Regions from separate parts of the Gossypium raimondii genome. Here regions 2 and 3 are each linked to region 1. A link is a contact called in public Hi-C data. All regions are on one chromosome and are shown on one strand. The core of a region is the stretch at or near the end of the contact, and the rest is flanking DNA. Distances in the headings are between cores, read along the strand shown.

Region 1 (4,027 bases), core at 917-3,416:
GTATATTACTTTAACAATTAATAAAATTTTAAATATTAAAGATATTTAAAATATGTTTTATAATTCTTTTAAAATTTTAAAAATTAATTAATTTTTAATATGACATCTACATGATAATCCATGTATATTTACATCAGTAAAGTTTAATAAACATTATTTTTCATTTATTTTGAAATAATTTAATAAATAATATAAATTTAAAGTATAAAAAACAAAATTAAATAAATTTTTTATAAAATTAAAAATTAAGTGATTATGTAAAAGAAAGAGAGAGAGAGAGAGAGAGAGAGGGGCTTTAAATTTACCCCATCTAGCAAAATATTGGAGGCTTTAAAGTCCCTGTAGATTACACTCTTCTCTGATGTATGCAAAAAAGCCAAGCCTTGGGCGGCCCCAATGGCTATTTTAAGCCGCGTTTCCCATGTAAGAGGCTCTGCTCCGCCTACTGCATTGAGTTTACATATAAAATAAGCTTTAATCTTCTCGAAAAATAGCATGTTTAATGAATATGATAGATCAATGTGTGTTTTTCCTTAATTACTTACATCTAAAGAGATGGTTTTCCAAGCTTCCCTTTTGCATGTATTCGTAGACAAGCAGGAACTGATTTTCCTCCCAACAGTATCCCAACAGCTTTACCAGATTTGGATGGCAGAACTTGCCCAAGAATTTAACTTCCGCCTGTTCTCACACAATATTATTCCCTAAATCAACTTAATCTCAAAGCATTCATATCATATGCAACCATTCTTGAAAATCATTTCTTTACATAAAAATGCAAATTTCAGTGCATAATTTGATGTAGTTTTACTACTCATTTATCACTAATGTAATAATATGAGGAAAAATTTTATCTATATTATAATAGTTAGATGTAAAATAAAAAAAGTTTCTACAAATTTAAACTTAAAACTAAATAATAAAAAGTTTCAAAAAGTTTCAAAACTAAAAATATGTTATAAGAGTGGACTAAATATTACTAGTTAAATTGAATTATTGCCATGTAAAAGAAAAAAATACTCCAACTAAACCTAACATTGATAAATAAGTAGATAATGAGAACCTGGGAATACATAAAATATAAATCAATTGTGTTAAACCTGCATGAACATACAGTATAAAATTCCAACTATCTCATGGAAAATGAGGCAAAATTATAAAAGCATAGAAAAGTATACATAAAATAACACGGCGCCGTATATTTCGGAAAACAAAATAATTCTGCTGGCTGGTGTTTACATTATCAATTACGCCTCTTCATTCAATCATATAATGACTATTCTGATTATACACGAACTTAAGAATAAAATAAATTTATTTTTTTTAAAAGTACTAAAAGTAAAGATAAAAATGAATTTAATTAAGAGTCCTAAAATGAAATTAACATGGTTGATAAATGTTTGTAAGAATGAATGGGAAATAAGAAATAAAATAAAATAAAAAAGTAAAATACCTGCCATTCTTGCAAGCCTTGAGAGCTATCGGGATTTGATTTCTTGACGGCAACAGCGATGCCAACTCCGACTTTAGAAGGAGCATAGGTTTTATCATCAACCCAACCTTTAAACACTCTACCGAAACCTCCCTCACCCAGCACCGTATCAGGTCTGAAATTTCTGGTGGCTGCCTTAAGTTCTGCCAAAGTGAATATTTTCAAGGTGGTGCTCACAATCTTTCCACTGGCCGGAACTCCTCCTCCTTCGCCCTCCTTGCTTCTTCCACTGCTTGTTTCGTTCCCTTCACCGCCACCGCTTTCTTTGTTTCCTGTAGGTGGCACCACTCCATGTTGGTTGCTGCTGTCCTTTAGCTTCTTCGTATCTTCTGCATGTGTGTTCAATCATATGAATTGGTTTGGTTGGGGTGGTTGCTGCTGTCGGAAATTCCAAGGCAAGTTTGTTTGTACGTACCTGGGGTGGGTGGCTGGCTATGATGATCAACTTGAGTACCAAAGCAGTTCCCCATATGGTCTGATAACTTGTTTTCTTTTTGCAATTTCGATATCTTTTCTTTGGGATTGAATAGATATAGCAAGACAAAAGGATTATTGACTTTAAAAGAAAAAAGAAAAGCTTTCTTGAGGTTCGAGGAAGAAGAGAAGAAAGAGGGGCGAAGCAACCAAGTAGATGGGATGTGGAGGAGAACGGGGTAATGGAGACTTGGTGTTTGTTTGGACTTTTTCCTTGGTTTTATATACTAATCAAATCCTCCTGCCCCCTCTTGTTTCTGTCACTTATTTCTCATTTCAACCTCCCATTTTACACTCTTTTCTTCAATTTGCTTACCCCCCCCCCCTCCATTTAATAAAAAAATTATCAACAAGACTTCATCACAATTGGAGTGATAAAAAATTAGTCTTTAATTAATATAAACTTTAGATTTTCGTTTTATCCTTACAAATTTACAAATCAGAATTCCAGCTCAAAAACCAAAACAAAATTTATTTTAACATTTTATTTAATTTTTAAATTAATATTACTTATCAAATTATTTCAAAATAGATAGAAAAGTTAATGTCTATTAACTTTGCTTAATTGGCATACACATAGATGTCATCTCAATAATTAATTGATTTTTAAAAAATATAAAAATATTATAAAAATTATTAAATTATTTAAAAGTATGAAAATTCTAAAAAATATTTTTAATATTTTTAATTTTAAAAGAATCAATTAATTACTATTATGAAATACATGTAGAGTATCACCTTACATGAATGTCATATTAAGAAAATTAACCGACGTTAATTTTTTTCGTTTACTTTGAGATAATTTGATAAACAACATAATTTTAAAAGAAAAAATTAAATAAAAATTAAAATATTTTTTATAAAATTGAAGGGGAAATAAATAATTTTAATTTTTAACCAAATTTGAAAACAAAAAATCATGACAGCTAGCAATAGAAAATTAATTAATATAAAAAAAATGAAGGAGGAAGTCAACGGCAATTTCCTCCCGATGCCTTGAGCTTCTTGATGGGCCCTATACTATGCTTCTAAGTGGGCCCTATGCTATGCTTCTAAGTGGGCCCTATCGTTGGCTCATTCAACTCAGATGAATTTCATTTTCATTTCATTACATTGACATGACCTGCATTAAACCTCCGATCTTTTACTTTATTTTGAATGACAATGTATTAGGCGAAAGATAAATAGACTAAGGGTTAATTTGAATTGGCGGTGCGTTTATCTGTAGTTAGTGTAAAAACAGCGGTGGCGGTGAGATTGGATACTGTAGCAACACTGTAGCGTGAGACAAAAAGTAGGCTAAACGCACCGCACCATACCCAATCGCCTATCCAAACCCACCCTAAATCAAGCGATGAGAATATGTATATTATTTAAATAAAGTTTTTAGTTCGAGTTTTTGAGATAATTTTTAGTATAAATTTTTTTTAAACTGGTTCCATTTTCAATTTAATATAAATTTAATTTGATTTTCAAATATGAAAATGTTTTAGAAAAATAAAAAGGAATTTAAAAAGAGTGTCTTTTTTATATAATTAGTTTCTAACGGCACATTCATTGCATATGATTTTACGCGTTTAATTTTTAATTAATTTTAAATAATATCTTATTTTAATTAATTTTTAATTTGTTATTCTAATAATTAAATATAATTTAAATATGCTAATTTATTTAACAATTCACATATAATAATTTTTTTTTCAAATACCATATTAAAATTAATATATCAATAATTTTTTAATAATATTAAAAATTAAATCATAATTAAAACATTGTACTATTTTCAAGATACTCTTCACTTTTTACTATTCAATTTCTTAATATTCAATAAACCGACTCTATTAATTTGTAAATAATAAAAACTAATATGTAGCAAAAATTAATATCAAATTAAAAACACTTTTAAAATGATTGTAATTATAAAAAATTTACCTGAACTTTTACTTCAATTATAGTTACGTTAAGTAAATTATTTTAAGTAATAATTGCAAATTAAATTATAATTATTTTTAAATGAATAGTTACTAGAATTTCTGTTAAATTATAATTACTTTTTAATAT
Region 2 (4,027 bases), core at 567-3,066, 250 kb after region 1:
ATCTTAAGTTCAATCTCTTAACATCTACCCCTATTGCCCCCGAATAAGAACCCAGGAATTATTTCAAATGAATTGTGTTAAAAAGCTGCATGCCACGAGAATAAATGAACCAATAGAACAGCAGCAAAAAAGCAATAGAATATGGACAGGCAACAAAGTCATACAAAGAGGGACCAAATTTTCTAGAAAAGGATTTACCTATCTTACGCCATTCAACTTCAAATGCAAAGTACATGTAGCAACAAATTACCCATCTAAAACTATTAATTTCGAAACGTCAAAAGAAACCAACAGCATCCAGAGTTACATTTTTGCTTAAATGAAATTTGCATTTAAAAAGCATTAACATAAGATGATCAAACACTATCACAGCCTAGTTTGATTATGCTATCCTCCCTGGATTTTTCCTACTCATCATCTTCTTCCTGCATTTACAAAAAAAAGAGAAACCCGAATCAATAGGGTCCAAAATAAGCCAGAAGATCAGTGACACAAAACTGATACTAATTGCAACTCACGTCTCCACTGCCTTCATCATCATCTTCTTCTTCATCATTCACCTCAGATACAGACTTCTCAGATTCCTCCTCATCTTCTTGGGGACCCTCAGCCTGGAATTAATCCAAAAAGTTTATTAACTTTTAACTCATCAAATTATATGTATAAACAAAAGATAACAGCAAATTACCTGTCTCTTATTGTAGGCTTTCATGTTCTTTTCATACTCGACCTTTCGTTTCTCGGCCTTATCAACATAAGGTCGCTTTTCCTAAAATCATATATTTTACATTAATCATGATGCATATTTGCATCTATGTTGAAGATTATTTTCAGTGCTGAACGTAGAAAAATACTTACAGCTTCAGAAAGGCTCTTCCATTTATCTCCACCAGCTTTGCCAACCTGAATTTGAATCCAAAAGAGAAATTAAGAAAACAAAATAAAAAAAGGAAAAGGAAAGAAACCTGTAAGAAAATCCAAAAAAGAAAATGTTCATACTTACAGCAGCAACGGACTTGTTTTTAGGGTGCTCCTTCTTGTATTGCTCGCGGAACTCCTCCCTTTTATCACGAAATCAACATTAAAAAATTAGATGAAATATGAATGTAAATAGTAAAATCATCCTCGAAGATCAACTTTGCTTTGACCATAAGAAGAATCGTTCAATTCACCTCTTCGATTGTGGTTTTTACGAAGAATATAAAGGCCAGAGTTTTCCACGAAGCAAACGGAACAAACCAAAAAATTTAAAGAAAACCGACAAATACAGGAGAGAATCATGAATGATTACATGAAAACGAAGAAGGCGCTAGCAGGCCTCTTTGGCTTGTTTGGATCCTTAGCTGCCTTCCCCGATTTCTTTCCAGCTTTCGTGGTTGATTTCTTATTCACGGAGAGCCTATAAACGAACCAAAAAAATAAAAATAAAAATAAAAGTCAAATAATAGGAAACGTTAATACACATCACGATCTGAGGTCCTAGAACACGCGATCTGAAGAGCCGAAAGGAGAAAAGCTTACTTGGCGCTCTTGGCATCCGACTTGGATTTACCTCCTTTCATGTTTGAATCCTGCAAATGAATTCGCAGATGAGTGAAAAAGCAGATGAAATCGATAGAAAGAAGTGGAAATTCGATAAAAATCGATGGGGAAATACCTGATAGAGGGCTAGGGTTAGAGCTACGGATGAGAGAGGGAGAGAGGAATAGGGGAATAAAAGTGCGATAGAAATAGAGATGTGTTGAGAATAGAGGAGGCTAGAGTTGAGAGGCCGAAACTCGAAAGCGGAGATATTAAGTTTTGGGCAAATTGAAATTCAATTGCACGCGAAATGAGAATTGAGGGGGTTTAGGCGGGATTTGGAATTTTCATGCCACGCCATCGATCTGTGTGCTTTTATGTTATTGGCTGTGTCACTCCTAATCTTTTTGGCTTTCCAGATTCTCACCTCTTTCTTTTGTTGTGCTTCCTCTGTGCTTCTTCTCTCTCTCACCTGATTCGTGATTTAATGGGCCCTTCCCCTGATTCTAGCCCAATCCATTTATTTCAGGGCCTTCATACATGGACCTTAAAATGGCTCAAAAAATTTCCCCAAGTCCATTTTCAGCTCAACTTTACGCCACACCGCCACTCAAATTACTCTATTCATCCAAGATTAAAAACAAAACTTATACTAATCTTTTAATTGAATCGTAAGGCTACGTTTACTGTCACTAGGGTTGTAAGCTAGGAATCTTTGAATTCCTTCTTCTTTCAATGCTTGTAATTGACTTGTTGGGCAGTGCAAAGAAGGGTTTCGAAAAGCAGCACTATAGTGGTATACCAGTCGCTATTTCATGGTAGTCGCATTGTCATAGCGATGTGAAAATATTTCACACTAATATTAGTTAAATTGTTCATCTTTTCTTCAAAGTCAAAGGCAGCCTAATCAAAAAAATCATCGTATTTGGGATTGCAATCGACTAAAGTAAACTTGATAGAAACTAATGCTCAACTGTGACTTGTTGACAAGTCAAATATTTTGCAACATGCTCGGTAACCTTCCTTTTCATACCGAACCACCAATACAAACCTTTCAAATTACGACACATCTTGTTATCTCCAGGATGCATGGCATAGAAACTGTTGTGAGCCTCTTGAAGTATATCATGCTTCAACTCCTCATCACTAGCCACATAAATCCTCTCTTAGAACATCAAGTGACCATCATTATCGATATCACAGTCATTAGCTCTATTTTCCTCAAATTACCTTCTCATTGCTAACAACTTCACATCAACCAATTGTTTATCTCTAATTTGCTAACAACTTCTAATTTGCTTAACTTGCAATTCAGCCAAAAGACCACCGTCATCCACCAACTATAACCAAGCAAACATAGCTCTCAAGTCCACCAACAACTTCTTACTCAAAGCATCAACACCACCGTTTGTCTTACCTAGATAATAATCAATAAAATAATCATAATCCTTTAATAGTTCAATCCATCTTCACTATCTCAAGTTCAACTTATTCTGAGTTAAAAGATATTTGGGACTCTTGTAATTAATGTAAATATAACACTTCTTACCATATAAATGGTGTCATCATATCATTAATGCAAATACCACCATCACCAACTCTAAATCATGAGTCAAATAGTTCCACTCATGATTTTTCAATTGCCTTGAAGCATATGTCACTACCTTCCCCTTTTACATCATCATACATCCCAAACCAGTATATGAAGCATCATCGTAAACAATAGTCTTTCCCTTAATTCTGATTGATTCAAAACAAGAGCCTTAGTTAAAATAGCCTTTAATTACTCTAAACTCTCCTGATGCTTCTCATTCCACTCAAATGGCTTACCTTTTTACAACAATTTCTTCAACGGAGTGGCAATCATGGAAAAACCCTTAACAAAGTGACAATAAAATCTAGCTAAAACCCAAGAAACTATTAACCTCGGTAACATTCTTAGGTTCCTTCCACTCGAAGATAGCTTCTATCTTCTTAAGGTTAACTTTAACACCAACCGTCAAAATAAGATTACCAAGAAAAATCACTTTCGACAACTAGAAATCACATTTACTCAACTCTACAGATAACTTCTTTTCTTAGAGAATCTGTAGAACAACTCAGAGATGTCTATCATTATCATCCTCGGACCTCGAATACGTTGAAATATCATCAATGAACACCACCAAAAATTTATCAACATATTGTTGGAAGATACGATTAATCAAATCTATAAATGCAACTGGAGTTGGGATCTAGCGTCTTTAGTGTAGTGATTATGTCTATGTACTTGAAAATTTTCAAACAAATTAGTTTAATAAAACTCCATCATTATTATTAATTTTTTTTTGTTTATTGTCCTCAATGGTTTTTGCATGCAAAACAAAATAAAAGAAAATATTGGTTCATTGATTGCCTAATGTTTAACTAATATTAAGTTGCATTATGTGGATGGATTATAATTCAAGAAGACAACTTGTATTAACAGATAATCTAACACGTACGTAGTATAATTGAAATTCAGCAA
Region 3 (4,027 bases), core at 1,063-3,562, 140 kb before region 1:
GAAATACTCATTGTAATCCCCTGTGAATGGCATGTTGATACCATGGTGATGATACAACATGGAAGTCACTCCATCAAACCTAAACCCATCAAATTTGAACTCCTCAAGCCACCACCTCAAGTTTGAAAGAAGGAAGCGAAGGACTTCCCAATTACCATAATTGAACAGTCGACTATCCCATAACTTGTGGTAACCTCTTTCTCCAGTGTGAAAATACGATTCCTGGGAACTTTGGCCAACATCAAAGCCATTAAGTCCATCAGTCACATTGTTACTTGCATGACTGTGAACAACATCCATTAAGACCCGTAGACCTAAGCTGTGAGCTTTATCAATTAAATATTTGAGGTCCTCAGGAGTTCCAGATCTACTGCTTACAGAAAAAAAGTTCGTTACATGGTATCCAAATGACGCATAGTAGGAATGCTCCATTACAGCCATCAATTGTACGGTATTATAGTTATTTGCCTGAATACGGGGTAAAACATCATCAGCAAATTCTCTGTATGAATTAATACGTGGTTCTGAGCTACTCATTCCAACATGCGCTTCATATATTCTTGGGGCTTTAGGTTTTGGAGGACGGGGGTACTTAAATTCATACCTGCATTAACAATGAAAAATACATTAGAAGGACAATTTTCTCAATCACAAATTAAAAGTAGAAAATCAGCATCAATTCAACTTTGTTGGAACTGCAGTGGATGTGGCAGCAAGTTTTTAATCTCAAGCAATATCAAACTTATCTTAATAAACGGTTCCTAAATTCTGGATTTAAAACACACACACACAAATACAACTAGGTCCAAAACCCTGGACCACACAGTAGTTTTTTTTTTTTTTGGCCAAGACACGACACAGTTGTTGACTATATATATTTCTTCTACTTTTAATGTATCATATCATCAGTATCAAAATATATCACATAAAATGTGCGGAAATTGCACCTTTCTGAAGGTGGAGGATCCCAATGCACACCATCATATGGTGCTCCAAATCTGGTAGGGTCTACAATGGCATACTTAATCCAAGCAGGAATTCTGTCTACCCAAACTCCATCACCATGCTTGAATCGGAACTTGACTCTTGAATTATGAGGAATAGCAGGATTTCCCTCAGAATCCGGAATTTTAATACTCCAAACGCCAAATTCATTTTTTTCCATCTTGTGGTTGGAACCATCCCATCCGTTAAAGTCTCCAACAACTTGAGCTTCCCTTCATGAAGGAAAAGACTCTAGCTAAGAAATCAATTACTTTGAGTAAAATTGTGTTTCAGAAACCAAAAACTTACTGAGCAGCAGGAGCCCACTCACGGTAGACAATTCCATCCTCTTCTCTGTTAAATCCAAATCTCAAATAACCTACAGAAGAGGGTAAAAGACGGATTTCGTTTGAACATTCACATATAAAATATTGAATTTACTACCTAGCAAGCAATTTCATCATTGAAGTAGCCTTTGAGAAAAGAAAATTAAGAAGCGAATAGCGTTGGAATGACCTTTTGCAAATTCCTCCAAGCCTCCCTCATAATTTTCAAAGAGATTTTTCTGATCCACAAATTTCTTAATTCTATATTGAAAGTGATCTTTAAACGGTCGGAGGGCAGAATCAATATCCAAGATACCAATGTTTTGCGTGTTTTCCTCGGAGGTTGTAATTGTTGAACTATCATCAATCATAACAGCTGATATTGGAGAACCATAACTGACCTGGAGGGGAAAGTTGAGCAGAGATGATGTAATCAACCGCCAAAATACTTATATTTGATAACACCAAAATACCATCATCAATGTGCGAGGAATATCTTCACAAGGGCTAATTAGGACTAGCATTCATGAAAAATAAAATCAAGCACATAAAAGAATTGAAAACGGAAATCATACCCTTCGATAAACTGGAAATACATGTCGCCGAAGCAATTTTTGGGATCCACGTCCGGATTCAGTGGCCAGTTGTTTAGCAATTTGATGATTAGTTCCTGAACTCTGGAAATACAAGCAAGTTTAACGGCTATGGAAGGAAGGAGTAGAACGTCATGCAAATTGTCTAGTTTTAAGAAATTTGAGTAAAAACAAGAAGAAGAAGAAGAAGAAGAAAAGTTCGAATAACAATTACCAAAGAGCGATTGTTGTTAGATGAAGGTGAGAAAGAACGAAAAGCAAAAGGCGTTGCTACGAGAAGACTCAACGAACCCAGCATCTTTGCCAGTCCAAGCAAGATTCAGCCCCTCAAAGTTCTCTCAGCTCAGTTCCATTTTTCCCTTCAAGCAAAGTTTGGTTTAAACAGAAGGCAAAGCATAACACAATTGATTGGCAGTAGCGCCAATCCCTTATTTATTAATTGATTAATTTATGTGGAAGTCTCCATCAATAAAATCTAGGCCGTTGGTTTTTTTAACGTATAATAAGCAATTAGTTTTAATTTTTTTTCTTATGGGTAAACTACATCATAAGTCACTAAATTATAGGTAAATTTTTATTTTGATCATTTAACTAAAAAAGTAACAATGTGTTCACTTAACTATTCAAAAATTTTAGTTTAAGTCATTGAACTATTGAAAAAAATTTTATTTAAGTCATGAGGCTGTAAAGTTTTTTTTTTTTGAAGTTCCGCCATGAGCTCCAAGTGACTATTCGATGATCAGTAGAATAGATCAATACCCATCGACGAGTAGAAGAACATACATTTTATTTGAGTTGATCTGATGATCAATGTTGAAGATTAGAGAAAAAATTATTTGAATTTTGGTTCGTAGATTCGTGATGTCTAAAGTTGTTTCATAAAAAAAACTAAATTGTAGAAGAGAAAGGGGAAGAGAGCTTTCGATTGATGCAGATAGTGCAAATAAAAAAACCATATAGCATCAATTTTAATAGTTCAAATAGTTCAATGACCAAATTATAACTTTTTTAGTTAAGTGACCAAAATGAAAATTTATCTATAGTTTAGTGACTAATGGTCTATTTTACCTTTTCTTATCGGTCATGTCCAAATTCAGCTGAAAAAAGAAAGTGTTACAGTTGAAAGGATGTCCTTCCATTTCTGTAATTTTCCGTATGATTGGGATGCCTTCCGGAAGAGACAAAGCATAAACTCACACGTTACAACTCAGCTGCCGTTAAAATTCATGAATTAAAATTTTAATTATAATAAATCCCACTTTTTCTTCTACTGCAATAGTGAGAATTGAAGAAGCCGAGATGATCAAAATGCTCCGATCTTATTGGTTATTATGGAAAGAAAAATCACGTTCCTTTCTTTTTATCCAATTCATTCTCTTTTGTTTTATATTAAAATTAGGAATTCGCAATGCAGGATTTAATTTTTATTAATTTGATATATATAAATATATAACTATTTATTTTTAATTAATTAATCCTGATTTTGCTTATTATAAAAAAGTAGTTGTTATACACCTATAATAATAAATTGTTATCAAGAAATAATTGTTATAAACCTACAATAGAATTCATATAGGAGTGAGTATTCGATCGAGTCGAGTCGAATTGAGTCAAAAAATTTCGAGTTAGTGGAGTTGATGAATCCTATTTTAACAACCAAACTCAATTTGAAAATTTTTCGAATCAACTCAAAAAATTTCAAGTCGAGTTATTTGGATTTATATAGATTGATATAGATTGATTATTTAGAATCATATTATTTATACTCAATATTGCATTTATATAGATTGATTATTTAAATAGTAGGAGAAGTACAAGATTATTTAACTACATAAGTAAGGCTGATAGGTAAACATTTATCAAAACAATATAGTTTTACCTTTTTTTTTTATTTGGATTTTCAGATAACTCAAATTGTATAATTCACATTCGAGTTAAACCGAAAATTTTGATTTTTTTATTCGAGTTTATTCGAATAACTCGATTAACTCGAACTATTTAATTCAAAATTTGAATTTTTATCGAGTTTTTCGAATCAAACCGAGTTTTGCTCACCCTTAAATTCATATATCGAATTTCCATCAAATAAAGAAAGTAAAATTATGTTAAAAAAAGTGAGAATCA

What was found. Hi-C and Micro-C count contacts between places; a contact is called where the count stands out from the background.
Region 2: a contact with region 1 is called in a Hi-C map of leaf, with 2.0 times the contacts expected there. The contact joins the promoter of LOC105793859 here to the promoter of LOC105793854 in region 1. A contact is called at or near these places in 2 of 2 Hi-C or Micro-C datasets (both in leaf).
Region 3: a Hi-C map of leaf shows a contact between it and region 1, with 3 times the contacts expected there. The contact joins the promoter of LOC105793849 here to the promoter of LOC105793854 in region 1. A contact is called at or near these places in 2 of 2 Hi-C or Micro-C datasets (both in leaf).

What each region holds. Positions count from the first base shown.
Region 1 is chr3:21,479,336-21,483,362 of ASM2569854v1, forward strand. It overlaps LOC105793854 (probable serine/threonine-protein kinase PIX13), which reads right to left and starts at 2,167. Exons shown (of 6, transcript XM_012622714.2): 1 at 1,908-2,167; 2 at 1,454-1,821; 3 at 546-681; 4 at 306-445. The coding sequence starts at 1,962.
Region 2 is chr3:21,732,021-21,736,047 of ASM2569854v1, forward strand. LOC105793859 (high mobility group B protein 3) reads right to left here and starts at 1,817. Exons shown (of 8, transcript XM_012622718.2): 1 at 1,658-1,817; 2 at 1,522-1,571; 3 at 1,292-1,399; 4 at 1,004-1,061; 5 at 859-903; 6 at 689-769; 7 at 519-611; 8 at 179-425. The coding sequence starts at 1,562. The coding sequence ends at 408.
Region 3 is chr3:21,338,238-21,342,264 of ASM2569854v1, forward strand. It overlaps LOC105793849 (1,4-alpha-glucan-branching enzyme 1, chloroplastic/amyloplastic), which reads right to left and starts at 2,313. Exons shown (of 15, transcript XM_012622708.2): 1 at 2,118-2,313; 2 at 1,886-1,987; 3 at 1,501-1,711; 4 at 1,294-1,363; 5 at 948-1,217; 6 at 1-604. The coding sequence starts at 2,201.